2 separate regions of the Sus scrofa genome follow, and region 2 is linked to region 1. Evidence: chromatin contacts called from public HiChIP or PLAC-seq data. All regions are on one chromosome and are shown on one strand. The core of a region is the stretch at or near the end of the contact, and the rest is flanking DNA. Distances in the headings are between cores, read along the strand shown.

What was found. HiChIP or PLAC-seq counts read pairs in DNA pulled down with a chosen protein or histone mark.
Region 2: an H3K27ac HiChIP or PLAC-seq map of alveolar macrophages shows a contact between it and region 1. The contact joins the enhancer-like site here to the promoter of CS in region 1. A contact is called at or near these places in 3 of 47 Hi-C or Micro-C datasets (blood, retroperitoneal adipose tissue and subcutaneous adipose tissue) and 1 of 2 datasets of contacts at active chromatin or transcription factors (alveolar macrophages).

Annotation. Positions count from the first base shown.
Region 1 is chr5:21,695,965-21,702,935 of Sscrofa11.1, reverse strand. It overlaps CS (citrate synthase), which reads left to right and starts at 2,373. Exons shown (of 11, transcript NM_214276.1): 1 at 2,373-2,420. The coding sequence starts at 2,379.
Region 2 is chr5:21,785,105-21,792,443 of Sscrofa11.1, reverse strand. It overlaps MIP (lens fiber major intrinsic protein), which reads left to right. Exons shown (of 6, transcript XM_021092895.1): 4 at 1-99; 5 at 517-597; 6 at 3,023-3,404. The coding sequence ends at 3,208. Among named protein-coding and RNA genes, the nearest start is that of SPRYD4, 16 kb to the left of the region's middle. Within about 2 kb of position 4,648, at least 62 of the 83 cell types and tissues checked have an H3K27ac peak or open chromatin away from gene starts, as enhancers often do. A contact at or near this core is called in alveolar macrophages, retroperitoneal adipose tissue and subcutaneous adipose tissue, where this site is marked.

The DNA.
Region 1 (6,971 bases), core at 1,124-3,623:
AGTTACCCTTATGGTCACTCAATAATTATCCCTTTGGTAGCCTCATCCTGAGAATGCCTCCTGTTCTCTTGGAGCACTGGCGTTCAGTCCTCTAGTATGCTGGCTAGTCTCTGTGGATAATTAACCAGAGAGAAGAAACCAGGTCAGACTCTTCCAGAGTTAGGAGGAAAACTTCTGTGAGATGCTAAATTGGGAGCAGATATTGATCAGTGGAGCTTTGAAGTCACCGAATTGATAGCTGAGGTCAGTCCTCTGAGGCACTGCTGGGCTCTTCTTTATGAAGTTCTTTGCTAAGACCTACCTCACCTCCAAGCCAGAGGTGCATTGGTTGGTAGGTGTAACGCTGAGTACCAGGAAACTTGGGAAGAGAAAATGGCATTCTTTCTCTTTTTTCCAAGTCCAAGCTATAAACGAGGTTCTTTATAAACTGGGTCTATCTAAACCTGGCTTAGATGGTACTGAGACCTCTGAACTTTGATACTGCTGTGTGAGGAGATAAAAGAACTGTTCACTTGGGGCTGGGGTTTGTAGATAAAGTGCCTTAGTCCTTGGGTCAGTTCCCCCCTGCCCTCAGGTCAATGACAATGAAAGGCCTGGGGAGGTAGAAAGGTCCTAAGTTCTTGTCTACCGAGAGGAATTAGTTAAGAATGATATGAAAGCAGTTTCCATCGTGGCGCAGTGGAAAAGAATCTGACTAGAAACCATGAAGTTGTGGATTCAATCCCTAGCCTTGCTCAGTGGATTAAGGATCTGGCATTGCCCTGAACTGTGGTATAGGTCACATATGTGGCTGGGATCCCGTGTCATGTGGCTGTGGCATAGGCTGGCGGCTCTAGCTTTGATTCAACCACAGACCTGGAAACCTCCGTATGCCTCGGGTGTAGCTCTAAAAAGCAGAGGAAGAAAAAGATAATGAAAGGTCATTTTAGTGCTATGGTTCATTTATAACGGTCTCTGGGGAGCATGATAAAAAGTGTATAGAAGACAGCCAAATAGGTGTAAAGGTCCGGAGGTCCTATGGGAGTGACAGCAGTGATGTGACAAAAAGGGAGGTGATGAAGTTCCATTGTGGCACAGCAGAATAAAGATCCAGTTTGTCACTGCTGTGGCACGTGTTCATCCCTGGCCCAGGAAATCAGGCTGCAGGCCTTGGCCAAAGGGGGGGGGGTGAGGTGATTTTTGTTGCGGGTTGGTTTTTGACGCCTCAACTTTTTTTTTTATAGTCACACCTGTGGGTTATGGAAGTTCCTGGGCTAGGGGTGGAATCAGAACTGCAGCTGCTGGCCACAGCAATGTTGGATCTGAGCTTCTCTCATCTGTGAACTTCCCCACAGCTTGAGGCAGTGCCAGATCCTTAACCCACTGAGCGAGCCGGGGATAAACCTGCATCCTCATGGACACTATGTCAGGTTCTTAACCCACTGAGCTACAGTGGGAACTCCAAGCTCATCTTTCAGCTAGATAGATGTGGGGTGGACTGGCTGTGTGGGGTTATGTGACTGGAGTGGCACTGAAACTAATGATCTGTACCCAGAGGGCCTGACCTGCACCGGAAGCCTTCATATTAAGGGGGCCTAGTAAGATTTGGATTTCTTGGCACTAGACACAAAACTGAGAGTCCGCAAAAACCACTGGATATTCAGGGACCTACCTCAGCTTTCCTTCTCCACATTCTGGGGTCTGTTGGTATCTACAATGCCATGGCTTCCGCTTGCCTCAAATGACCTCCACCAAGTAGCTAACTCTAACATCACTGCCTCTGTCCACATTGTATCACCTCTATGGCCATTAAGTCATTGACCAAAGACACTGTTCAAGATAGCATGCCAAAGAAGTAGGACCACTTGCATTGATAGTGTATTAAGGGGTTGACTTCCGAGGACCTTTAAAAATCGAAGTCCTTAGCGCTTTTTCACTAAAAGCCATCTCAGAATTAACCCCAACTGTGGATAAGGGTTAAGGAGAAAGCCTAAGAAGGAAGTTAACTGGGGTCTCAGGCACATACTTAGCCACCTATACGCTTCCCCCCGCCCTTACACCCTTAATTAGCCTACCTCGGACGGTCCAATCCTCCCCATCACAACTGCTGTCAACGGCTTAGGGCCCGCCCCCCACGCAGGCCGGACCAATGGCCGAGCCCGGAGCAAGCCCTTGAGAGGGGGCGGGAGCGGGTTCCGGGCGGTAGGCGGGGCTTCCTTGAGGACCCCGGGCTGGGCGCCGCCGCCGGCTCGTCTACCCTTTCCCTCAGCAGCCTCCTTTCAACCTTGTCCCCCCCCCAAGCCAGCGCGGCTTCTGGGGCAGCGGCGGCGGCAGCTCCCGTTCCTGCCGCATTTCTCTTCCCTCCTTCCCTCCCCGCCAGATCTCCGAATTCGCCTGCCATGGCCTTACTCACTGCGGCCGCCCGGCTCTTCGGAGCCAAGGTGAGTAACTAAGGGAGGGAGCGCGCCGTCCTGGGGTGGGGCTGAGGAGACTGCAGGCCCTCAAGCTCCGGGGTCTCCCTCCCCTACCCAGACGCACTCCAGCGCGTCTTAAAGGCACCCTGCGCTTGGCTGGCCGCCAGCCCTGCCTGGAGCTCCCAGGGCCATGTGCTTCGCTGGCCTTCCGGCCCCTGGGGTGAAAGGAGTGCTACTCGCCCGGCTTGCGGTCTTGGGTGGGTGGGGAGGCCGGACCCTACTGTCACCTCGCATGTCTGGAGCGGCGGGGTCGGGGGTGCGGGCGGATGCTTGGCCTTGGAAAAAGGAGCCGCTAATGCAGAACATAGGTGTTGTGTTCCATTGGAGTTAGGAAAAGAGCCTGTTTGGAGGAGGGGGCGGGGTAAGACAAGTGGCCGCGGTAAGACAAGCGGCAGGGGTGAGCAAGTGTGCTCACTCTATCCCTGGACCAAAGCTGGAGCAGTAGCTAATTTCGGCTTCTGCTTTGTAGAAAGGGCCTTGTCAGTTTCTGAACTGCCTGCTTGCATTTTTCCACCCAGTTACTTTAGTGATCAAGCCGTAGCAGTCCTTGCTAGAGGAATGCGACCCTGGGTCCTCTTTGTCCTTGGAACTCTTGTACTTTTTATGTAGGAGGAGCTTGGGTGGGTGGAGCGCCTGTGTAAAACCTTCTTCATGATTATCACATATGATTGGAGAAAGAACCGGAAAAGTTATTTGCCCAAACTGCAGGCTAAGTGAAGATCCAGGGCAGAAGATAGTAATTCCAAGGTTACATGACTGGTCCTCCTACTTACTCACTCAGGTTTTGTTATTAGTTCGCTCTACCTAGGAGAGGTTCTTCTTATTCTGTGGGGTCTTTTACTTGACTTTTGCTACCCCTGGGACCATAGGAGTATTGTTGCAGGTAATGGTGCTTTCAATTTCATATTGCCAAAATTACTTTTGTCGCTGGGTAACTTGACCCTTTAAACAGAGAAACTGCTGTGCTGAGGGGAGTCCCAGCCTTCTAATCCAAGGAGGGACAGTTCCACAAGTGACCTTGACTCCTGCAAAGAACTTATACTTTCTCTTTTGCAGACAGATTAAAGCTGCCAGCACCTGAAGGGAAGGAAAGGAAAACTTTAGAATGGTGTTGGCTTACTGTGTGTTATCTTGCATGGCTGGCAGACAAGGTGAGGCCTATAGGATTTACACTGGGGTTCTTTCAGGCACTCAGCAGCAGAGTGGAGGCTGATCATTTGGGAGATACATGTCTTATTTGACAGTAGTTCTCCCACTGCCAGAGAACAGGGTAAGGAAGCCTCTTGGGAAATGAAGCAAGTTCTAGATAGTGTTTTGGCAGAATACAGGACACTATAATTAGCTCATTCCAGAGCTGCTAACCCAGACCAGATTGTCTAACCCTAGGGTGAGTTTGAAAAAGCTTTTAGAATTTAGATTTGAATTTATTTTGTCTCCTAAGCCTCTGGAGAAACTCCGAAAGCTTTTGGGTTGACCAGGTTACCTAATTATAGTGTCATTATTGTTTTGTTTACTTTCCTGTTAAAGATGCACCTAAGGATTCCAGAAACCTGTATATTGGAAGCCACTAGAAGGCTTTTGACCCTTAAAATTAACAAAGCCCAATAGTCTGAGGAGTGGAAATTTCCTGAGATCTAAGCAGTATAGCCAGGATATCAAAAAGCCTTTCACTTTGTCAGCATTGCCAGCTCCTGCCTGAGCTTTGCAGATTATCCTGTGGCTTAATTGGTACTCAGTTTTACTTTTGCTATTAAGGTAGGCTTTAGAAGGCAAAAATAGTCTTTTAACCCCAGAAAACTGACCTCTGCCCACTTTAATTCTCAGGGTTAGGTGTGGTTTCACTTTTTCTGAGAAATTTTTTTAATCTCACTAGCAGACGCAAATGCCAGTCATTGTTTTGTCATTCCACCCTACCCCCGTCAGGTAATTTAATCAACATTTGAGTTGGAGAGACCACCTCTTCAGAGCCTTAAATTATTTGACTTCTTGTTTATTTGAATGAATTTCTACCAGGCAGTGGCTTTAGAATTACATGTGGGTGTCTTAGCTTTGTGCTGTAAATACTGTCTTTTCATAGGTGATTTAGGTTGGGAATTAGAGTAGGGCCATCAGTTAACTTCTGGATTCTTTTTATTTATTTATTTATTTTTTTTTTGTCTTTTTGCCTTTTCTAGGGCCACTCCTGCAGCATATGGAGGTTCCCAGGCTAGGGGTCAAATTAGAGCTACAGCTGCCGGTCTACACCAGAGCCACAGCAACTCCGGATCCGAGCCGCATCTTCGACCTACACCACAGCTCACAACAATGCCGGATCCTTAACCCACTGAGCAAGGGCAGGGATCGAACCCGCAACCTCATGGTTCCTAGTTGGATTCGTTAACCACTGCACCACGACGGGAACTCCAACTTTTGGAGTCTTAATGCCAGAGTGACTTTACCAACCTTAGTTGCTGCTTGTACCATTGAGATTTGTTCCTCTGAGCTAGGATGTTTGGTAACTGAGTAAATCAATCCAAAAGTGTTTTTAGATTATTTCTAGACTTTTTCATGACATTTAAATTGATACTCATGATTCCTTTACAGTAGACCTACACCACTGCTGAACACCTCTTACATAAATCCTAGTCTGAAATTGGGTTCAACAAAACTGAGTCATGGAATTTCTGTTGTGGTACAGCGGAAACAAATCCAACTATGAACCATGAGGTTGCAGGTTCAATCCCTGGCCTCACTCAGTGAGTTAAGGATCCAATGTTGCCGTGAGCTGTGGTGTAGGTCACAGACACAGCTCAGTTCTCGTGTTGCTGTGGTTGTGGTGTAGGCCGGCATCTGTAGGTCTGATTAGACCCCTAGCCTGGGAACCTCCAAATACCGTGGGGTGCAGCCCTACAAAGACAAAAACAAAACAACAACAACAACAAAAAAAACTGAGTCAGTTTTGTCCTGTGAAATGTTAGGCTTAGAGCCCCAAACTTTTAAGAGCAAGCAATCAAATCATTCATCTTTTTCAAGCACTTGCCTTCACTTTATCAGCCTACCCAAAGTAATGGCGATTTCTTGATGCCTACTAGATGGACCAAAGATGAAAAGTGGAGAATAAAGCCTCATCATGTGCTTTATAGTGTTGGTATGATTGCATTTGTTCTTCCTAGTGGTCTTTAGATTGGTAGCAGGTGAATGCATGGGTGTGGGGAGGCATCGAGGTGAGTAGTGGTGAAATAGATAATCAGAGGAGGGAAGGCTGGCATTCCTCATTCTGAAATCCAGGTGGGCAGAAGGCAGGAAAGCAGACTTGGTGGATTTCCCTAAAGCCACAGAGTAATTCCTTCTGCCCTGTTTTCAGTGCCTTATGTGAAAGAGTTGAGTAGGATTTGAGTGAAATTTAAAACAGTAGTGAGGCAACTTTAGCAGTAGATCTTAGGATCTCTTTCAGTTCTTCCCTCAACTACCCTAACTGCTATATTTCTTTTAACATCTTATCCTTTAAAAAGGTCTGTAAGTTCACAGTGGGCATCACCACTTGGGGTGCTTGTTAACGTTGCACATTTGCAAATCCTCCTTCAAATTTTGATTCAGTGAAGGTGGGATGAGATCTGGAACTTGTATTTTTTCAGGTGCCTCTGTTGGCTGAGATGTTTGGTGATCCCCGACTCTTGAGCCAGTAAACCAACATTCAGTCCTTTTGACAACTATATTTAATGTATATGAAACTTTGAGTGTTGGAGCCCTTTTTTTAAATTTTTAAAAAAATTATGGAGTTCCTATCGTGGCACAGTGGAAATGAATCCGACTAGGAACCATGAGGTGGTGGGTTCAATCCTGGCCTTGCTCAGTGGGTTAAGGATCTGGCATGGCTGTGGCGTAGTCTGGCAACTACAGCTCCGATTAGACCACTAGCCTTGGAACCTCCATATGCCACACGTGCAGCCCTAAAAGACAAAAGACCAAAAAAATAATAATAAAAAATAAAATTATAGTTGATTTACAGTGTTGTGCCAATTTCTGCTAACAGCGAAGTGACCCAGTCATATATACATATACATTCTTTGCATATTCCATCATGTTCCATCCATTACTGTGGGGGTTTTTTTTGTTTGTTTGTTTGTTTTTGGCCTTTTGTCTTTTCAGGGCTGCACGTGCGGCATATGGAGGTTCCAAGGCTAGGGGTCTAATCAGAGCTGTAGCTTCTGGCCTACACCACAGCTCACCACCGCCAGGTCCTTAACCCACTGATCGAGGCCAGGGATTGAACCCAACACCTCATGTTTCCTAATCGGATTCGTTTCTGCTGCACCACAACAGGAACTCCCATTACTGGTTATTTTTATTATTATCTTTTTTTTTTTTTTTTTTTTTTTTTTTTTGGTCTTTGCTAGGGCTACACTTGTGGCATATGGAGGTTCCCAGGCTAGGGATAGAATCAGAGCTACAGCTGCTGGCCTATGCCAGAGCCACACAGCAACACAGGATCTGAGCCAAGTCTGCAACCTACACCACAGCTCACGGCAATGCCAGATC
Region 2 (7,339 bases), core at 3,399-5,898, 87 kb before region 1:
CTCTGCATCTTTGCCACGTACGATGAGAGGCGGAATGGCCGCCTGGGCTCCGTGGCCCTGGCTGTTGGCTTCTCCCTCACCCTGGGGCACCTCTTTGGGGTAAGCAGGAGAGGGGAGTAACCTCTCATTTAAAGATACCGGGACCCCAAAATTTTTTCTGATTTTACTGCTTCACTGTCAAATCGTTACCCATCTCCCTCTGTATCAATCAGCCCAGAGGAATCAACCCTGCTCTGTTCTTCTGCCTTGTGTTAGCATTAGCTAGTCCTTCTTGACCTCCAGATGGTAAGGCACGCATCTTGGGTAAATGGAAGCTTTGCCTAGGGATCCATAGTCTGTCCCCAGATGGGGCATCGGTGACTTCACTCCACTGTGGGACTTCTGTGCAGGTTGTCCTTCCCTACTTGCTGCTGGCTGGAAGCAAGGTGCCAACTCTCTGGGGCAAGTGGGTGGTGGGAAAGAAGCTAGGGTGGAGAAGGGGGGCAAGTGTCTCAGTTACAACTTTGTCTTTTGCAGATGTATTATACCGGTGCAGGCATGAACCCTGCCCGCTCCTTTGCTCCTGCCATTCTTACCAGAAGCTTCACCAACCACTGGGTGAGTGAGAGGAGAAGGGCAAAATCCTGAAGCCCTTATGGATGGGTGTGGACTGCAGGTTCCAGATTTGGTTCCTGCTTTCCATCTGGATGTGTTGAGTGCTGTACCAGCTGTCAGCCAAGGGGGCTGTCACCGCGTTTTCTTGCCTGTGTGAGCAAGATTCATTATTTTGCTAGAAAGAGAGGTTTTTGTTCATATTAGTTAGTCAGAGATTTTTACTAAGTATCCACTGGATTCCAAAACTGGGGGCTATTGGAGTTCCCTAGTGGCTCAGTGGTTCAAAGATCTGGAATGCTCACTGCTGTGGTGCAAGTTCGATCCTTGGCCCAGGGACTTTCACATGCCAAGTGTGTAGCCAAAAAAACAAAACAAACAAAACAAAACAAAAACAGGAGTTCCCATCGTGGCACAGTGGAAATGAATCCAACTGGAAACCATGAGGTTGTGGGTTCAATCCCTGGCCTTGCTCAGTAGGTTAAAGATCTGGCATTACTGTGAGCTGAGATATAGTTTGCAGACAAGGCTCAGCTCTGGCATTGCTGTGGCTGTGGTGTTGGTGAACAGCTGTAGCTCCAACTGGACCCCTAGCCTGGGAACCTCCGTATGCCAAGAGTATGGCCCTAAAAAGCAAACAAAACAAAACAAAACAAAAAAACAGACAAAAACTCCAGTAAAATAACCAGGGGACATGAGGACAAACTACTGAAAAGGAAGGAAACTTCTACTCTCAGAGATCAGGGTATGTATGAGCACAAATGGGCCTGAGCCTCATCCCAGTTCTAGCACTTTACTAGCCTTGTGTGTGACCATGGCAAACAAACTCAATCATTCTGCAACTTGGTTTCCTTAACTATAAAATGGGATGTTCTGACAAATAAGTATGAAACTTTTACGCATGAAATATTTAGCACAGAATCTGATATGGAATGAGGCCTCAATAGAAGTTCCAGTTGTGGCTCAGTGGTAATGAACTTGACTAGTATCTATGAGGACCCAGGTTCAACCCCTGGATTGACCTCAGTGGATTAAAGGATCCGATGTTGCTGTGAACTGTGGTGTAGGTCACAGAAACAGCTCAGTTCTCTGTTCCTGTGGCTGTCTCGTAAACTAGCAGCTATAGCTCCAATTCAATCCCTAGCCTGGGAATTTTCATATGCTGCAGGTTTGGCCCTAAAAAAAAAAAAAAAAAAAAAGACAACCTCCCCCCCCAGCCCCCTAAACGTCTTCAATAAAAATTGGCTATTTTTGGAGTTTTCTTTTGGCACATCAGGTTAAGGATATTGAGTTGTCACCACAGCAGCTTGGCTTGCTGCTGCGGCATGGGTTCAACTCCAGGCCCAGAACTTCCATAAGCCACAGTCATGGCCAAAAAACAAAACAAAACAAAAAAAAAACTGTCCATTTTTGTGTCGTTTGGCCATATGCCAGCCAAACATATGAAAATAACTCAAAAAATTTTTCAGGAGTTCCTGTCGTGGCTCAGTGGTTAACGAATCCGACTAGGAACCATGAGGTTGCAGGTTTGATCCCTGGCCTTGCTCAGTGGATTAAGGATCCTGCACTGCGGTGAGCTGTGATGCAGGTCACAGACGTGGCTGGGATCCCAAGTTGCTGTGGCTCTGGCACAGGCCAGTGCCTACAGCTCCGATTTGACCCCTAGCCTGGGAACCTTCATATGCCACGGGAGCGGACCTAGAAAAGACAACAACAACAAAAAAATTCAAAATTGTATATCCATTTTCATGGCACCATTATTCACAACAGCCAAAAGGAGGAAACAATCCAATCCTTACAAATTAATAGATAAACAAAATGTAGTCTTTTTTAGGGCCTCACCCACGGCATATGGAGGGTTCCAAGGCTAGGGGTCCAATCGGAACTGTAGCAGCTGGCCTGCACCACAGCCACAGCAATGCCAGATCCGAGCTGCATCTTCGACTTACACCACAGCTCACGGCAATGCCAGACCCTTAACCCCCTGAGTGAGGCCAGAGATCGAACCCATGTCCTCATGATACTAGTCAGATTCATTTTCACTGAGCCACGACGGGAACTCCCAAGATGGTAAATTTTATGTTATGTGTATCTTACCACAATTAAAAAGAAACTTTTGGAGTTCCCTTTGTGGCACAGTGTAAACGAATTCGACTAGTAACCATGAGGTTGCAGTTTCCATCCCTGGCCTCGCTCAGTGGGTTAAGGATCCGGCTTTGCCACTGCAACTGCACTCGGGTTTGTGGGTGTGCCCCCCCCCAAAAAAACCCAAAAAACCACAAATAAACAGACACTGATTTCTGCTTAAATAGTGCCCAATTGTATGTGCCAAGTGCAGGATGTTTGTTTTTCAGCAGTGAGATTGGAAAAAGAGCAGCCTTGCTCTTGGGTTGCCTCCCCAAAACTGATTATCCCTTTCCTCTTCTAACAGGTGTACTGGGTGGGCCCAATCATTGGCGCGGGCCTGGGCAGTCTCCTTTACGACTTTCTCCTCTTCCCCCGGCTCAAGAGTGTTTCTGAGAGACTGTCTATTCTCAAGGGTGCCAGGCCCAGTGACTCCAATGGACAACCAGAGGGCACAGGGGAACCTGTTGAACTGAAGACCCAGGCACTGTAAAAGCTCCAGCTGGATCAGAAGGAGTAGGAATCTTCTGGGTTTACATGGAGGGGCCTGGATGAAGAAAGAGACTGTGGGAGGGGCATGTACTTCTTTATTTTTAAATTTATGTGTGTGTGTTTTTTTGCCTTTTGCCGTGTGAAATCTTTCAAGTTGCATTCATGAGCTGGTTGGTGCAAACTTCCCTTCCTCCCCATCCCACCTCTCTTCGCCGCTGTGCGTGCATGGTTGTTTGTATGACTGTGAGTGAACATGGCTATGTCTGAGTTTGGGGGCATGGCGTGAGAGGTAGGGAAGGGAAAAGAGGTGTCATCCTACACCTTCCTCTCCCAACCTGGTGTGGTAAGTACAGGACACCAAGACCTTACGGCCTTTACCATAGTGCCAGTCAAGTGTATGGCTCTGGGTTTCTGAGGGAGCAGGGAAGCAGTTAGTTACTCCTTAGAGGAGGCAGGTGGAGAGAGAAGTGCAGGAGACTGAGGCATTCCAAGGGTTGGGAGAAGCAGCTGAAAGTTGGAGAGGAAATGGAGGTGTCCACCCCAGATCAGGATGCAGTTGTACCAAAAAGTTTTGGAGAAGTTAACAGGAGAGTGTAGCTTACTTATCTCAGGGATGCTTGCCCCAGGGACTTGGGTGGGGAAGTAGCTCTGAGAAAAGCGAACACTGGAGTTTGAATTGTTCTGTAAATCCACATCAACCTGTCTACACCACTTGGCTGGGTTTTGTTTTCATTCTGGCAGGATGGATCTCTTGGAGGCCCTGGGCCATTGAGCTCCCCAGCTGAATAAAGGGTGGGTGAACCTAGAATCTGGAAAAATTAAGTAGCTATCCTCCCTGTGTGGCCTCCAGGCAGATGATATTTAAGCCCAGAAGAGCTCCCTTAGGCCAAAACAGGAAATCTGATGCCTGGAGCAAAGGCAGAGGTAGGGGGAAGTGGTGGGAGAGAATTTGACCCTCAAGAGTTTTAATTTACAGCAGACCAAAACACTCTTCAAATGGCATCTTTCCGCTTTTATCACCAGTTCTAAAGTCGTCTTTATTTTCCTTTTCTGTGTTTGTCCTTTCACTTTTCTCTCATCTGTCCTTCTCATCTTCAGCAAATCTCTTCTAACTCTACACATGTCCCAGAAATTGATTCTTTCTATCCAACTCTTAATAATTCAAGAGACACCGTTTGATCCCTATCTTCTGTTGATGGGAAAATACTCATCTCAACAGGGGCCAGAGGAGACCCTGACCTAATGATCCTAATGATGAGTACTTATGTTAACCTCTTCCATTTTGAAGCCTCCTGCATGCTTCGCAAGCTTTAAACCTATACCTGTAGTAAGACAGACACCCCAGCCCAGCAAAAGACCACTTTCCCGCCTAGCTCAACTCTCCAATTCCTCACAAATAAAGCCTACCTTTTCTAACTAATCGTGGGTAAGACTTTGGAATAATCCACTTGACTAGGAGAAGGGGAAGAATGTCTGCACATTCACCTCTCCTCGGACTTAGATCCCAATTATTTTCATTCAGCAGGAAATCCACTGCGCTGTGAGTTTTGGCTCAATTTAAGGGACCGACTCAGATAAAACATTACTTGTACTCGCTTCCCTTTTTCTTAATTCATCACCAACATTCACCCCCCCCGCCCGCTCGGGGTCACATGGACCAGTCCTGTTCGCCCCGCCCCCTCCCTACGTAGGCGGGGGGCTGGTCTGGCGCTCCCGGGTGGCGGGAAACGTACTGCCCTGCGCGTGAGGGGCTCTGGTTCCGCGGGGATCTTGAAGACCGGCGGGGAGCGGGTGAGTGACGGTGTGGGCGAGAGGGCTCTAAGCAGCTTGCGTCCCTTCGAGCCGTGGGGGCACTCCTGGGAGGAGCGGAGTTCCCTTTCTTGCCACCCAGTTTAAAAGCAGGGGGCGGGACGCGCGCTTTAGGTGCGCACGCGCAATTCCCCACCCGGCGTTCTAGGTAGGTGCAGCACTGTTTCCAACTTACCTGGGATGGCCCCTTATTCTCCTCGTGCCACTCAGCACTGCTTTGCCCTCACGCGGGGTGGGGCTGTGATGCGAAGGGGCTTGGAACCCCTGAAGTAAGACAGGAGCTTCCCGGGCATTTCCACTTTGGAACTCCTTGTCCAGTTAAGACCTGGAAAAAAAGCCAGGTGGGCAGCTTGGAGCCAGAATTCACTGGTCGCTTGACTTAAATCTTGAGTTTTTATGAAATGAATTTCTCATTCCCTTCCCTCCTTTCCCTCGCTGGCCCATCAGCCATTAAGTTCCATCCCTGAAGCCACTCAGTTCTTTACTCGGCCCTTGTGCTGCCATTACATAATTACCTTTATAAAAGTCAATCTGGACATTTCAAATTAAATTTAAAACTCCTCTCTGGCCACCCACAGTCAGGTTTAAATCCTTAGTGGGTGTCCAGGGTCTTTGGCAGTCTGGCCCTGATCCTCTCAGCTCATTTTTTTTTCTATGTTTTCCTGTCTCATGCCCTTTATACTCACAGCCCTCAGAAAATTGTGCTCTTTCATGCCTCAGTACCTATGCTCCTGCTGCTCCTGCTGCTCCTTCTGCCAAATGAACTTCATTTTCAGGATTGAGCTGAATTGTACCTCTGAAAACCTCTATTTCCAGACATCCTAGGCCAAAGTAATCACTTTTTTCTTTGTGTCCCTGATGTATTTTACCTCTCTATTATCAGTGGCACTTATACAGCCAAAAGGTTACTGAGCTCCCACCATGAACTGTGTGTGCACTGTGCTCACGGGTGGAGAGAAATGAATAGAACAGAGTTCTGTTAGGAACTGGAACTGGGAGGAAGAACGCATGTAAATGAGTCCTCTGCAGTTACGGGATGACAAAGTCTGCCCTGGCTTCCTTACTCCTCTCACCCAAAACTCTCGCTGCTTTACAGCTTGACATATCATCTTACATCCTGGTGTCTCCAAATCTCCAGCCCTAACCATTCCTCCCTTAACTTGGAGACCAGTCTCCTCCAGCTTAGAAAGCATTAATTGAACATTTAATGTTGTGCTGGTTACAGTGATTCCTGATCTCAGATCTCCAAGAGTTAAAATCTTAGTGCAGGAGTTCGTGTCGTGGCGCAGTGGTTAACGAATCCGACTAGGAACCATGAGGTTGCGGGTTTGGTCCCTGCCCTTGCTCAGTGGGTTAATGATCCCGCGTTGCCGTGAGTTGTGTAGGTCGCAGATGCGGCTCGGATCCCGCGTTGCTGTGGCTCGGCGTAGGCTGGCGGCTACAGCTCCGATTAGACCCCTAGCCTGGGAACCTCCATATGCCACGGGAGTGGCCCAAGAAATGGCAAAAAGACCCCCCCCCCAAAAAAATAAAAAAATAAAATAAAATAAAATAAAATCTTAGTGCAGTTAATAGGGATTGAGTTAAAAATCACCCAGAGAGCATTGTCAAAACACTCTTGTCCAAGCTCCACTCCCTGTAAATTCTGATTCAGTCACTAGGCTCTGAAAATTCAAAGGCAAATAATAAACATTCCTGCCTTCAGGGAATCGAAGTCTAGTGTGGAGGGACACAGACATTTTAAACAGTCTGCTTGGTATTTTGCACAACATGAGCTGTAAATGCCATGATGGAAGTCTGTTTATGGCACAAAGTAGACACAAAAGAGAGGTAGCTTCTGGAAAAATCAGGAGGAAGCACCATTTGGGCAGAGTTGTTGGGTTTCCTCTTGCAAATCTGAGTCTAGATTTGAATCTGAGAGTCTAGAAGGCAAAGGGCTGCATTTATCTGAGGTTTGGATCTTTTGTAGAGTGAACTCAGTGAGAGGGAAAGAGATTGAGACCTCAGAGAGGGTGACATGTAGTAGTACAGTGATGGGATCTGTGCTCCAGCTTGTGCCACCCCAGTTTGATCATACTGTTTATTAGTCCCAGGTTTGTCTTCTAAATCCTTGAATTGATAGGCAAACACCAAGTTCTTCCATAAAGCCAGTTCCAACCCTCTTTTTCCATTGCTTTCCTGTTAAGGCTCCTCTGTTCATAGTGGCTTCCTCTCCGCTTTTGCTCTGGCAATTCTCTGCCTAAAGTACCCCCCTCCTCCCAGCTGCCTGAATCCTGTGCAGCCCTCAGAGATCCAGTTCTCATCACACTTCCTCTGACAAAAA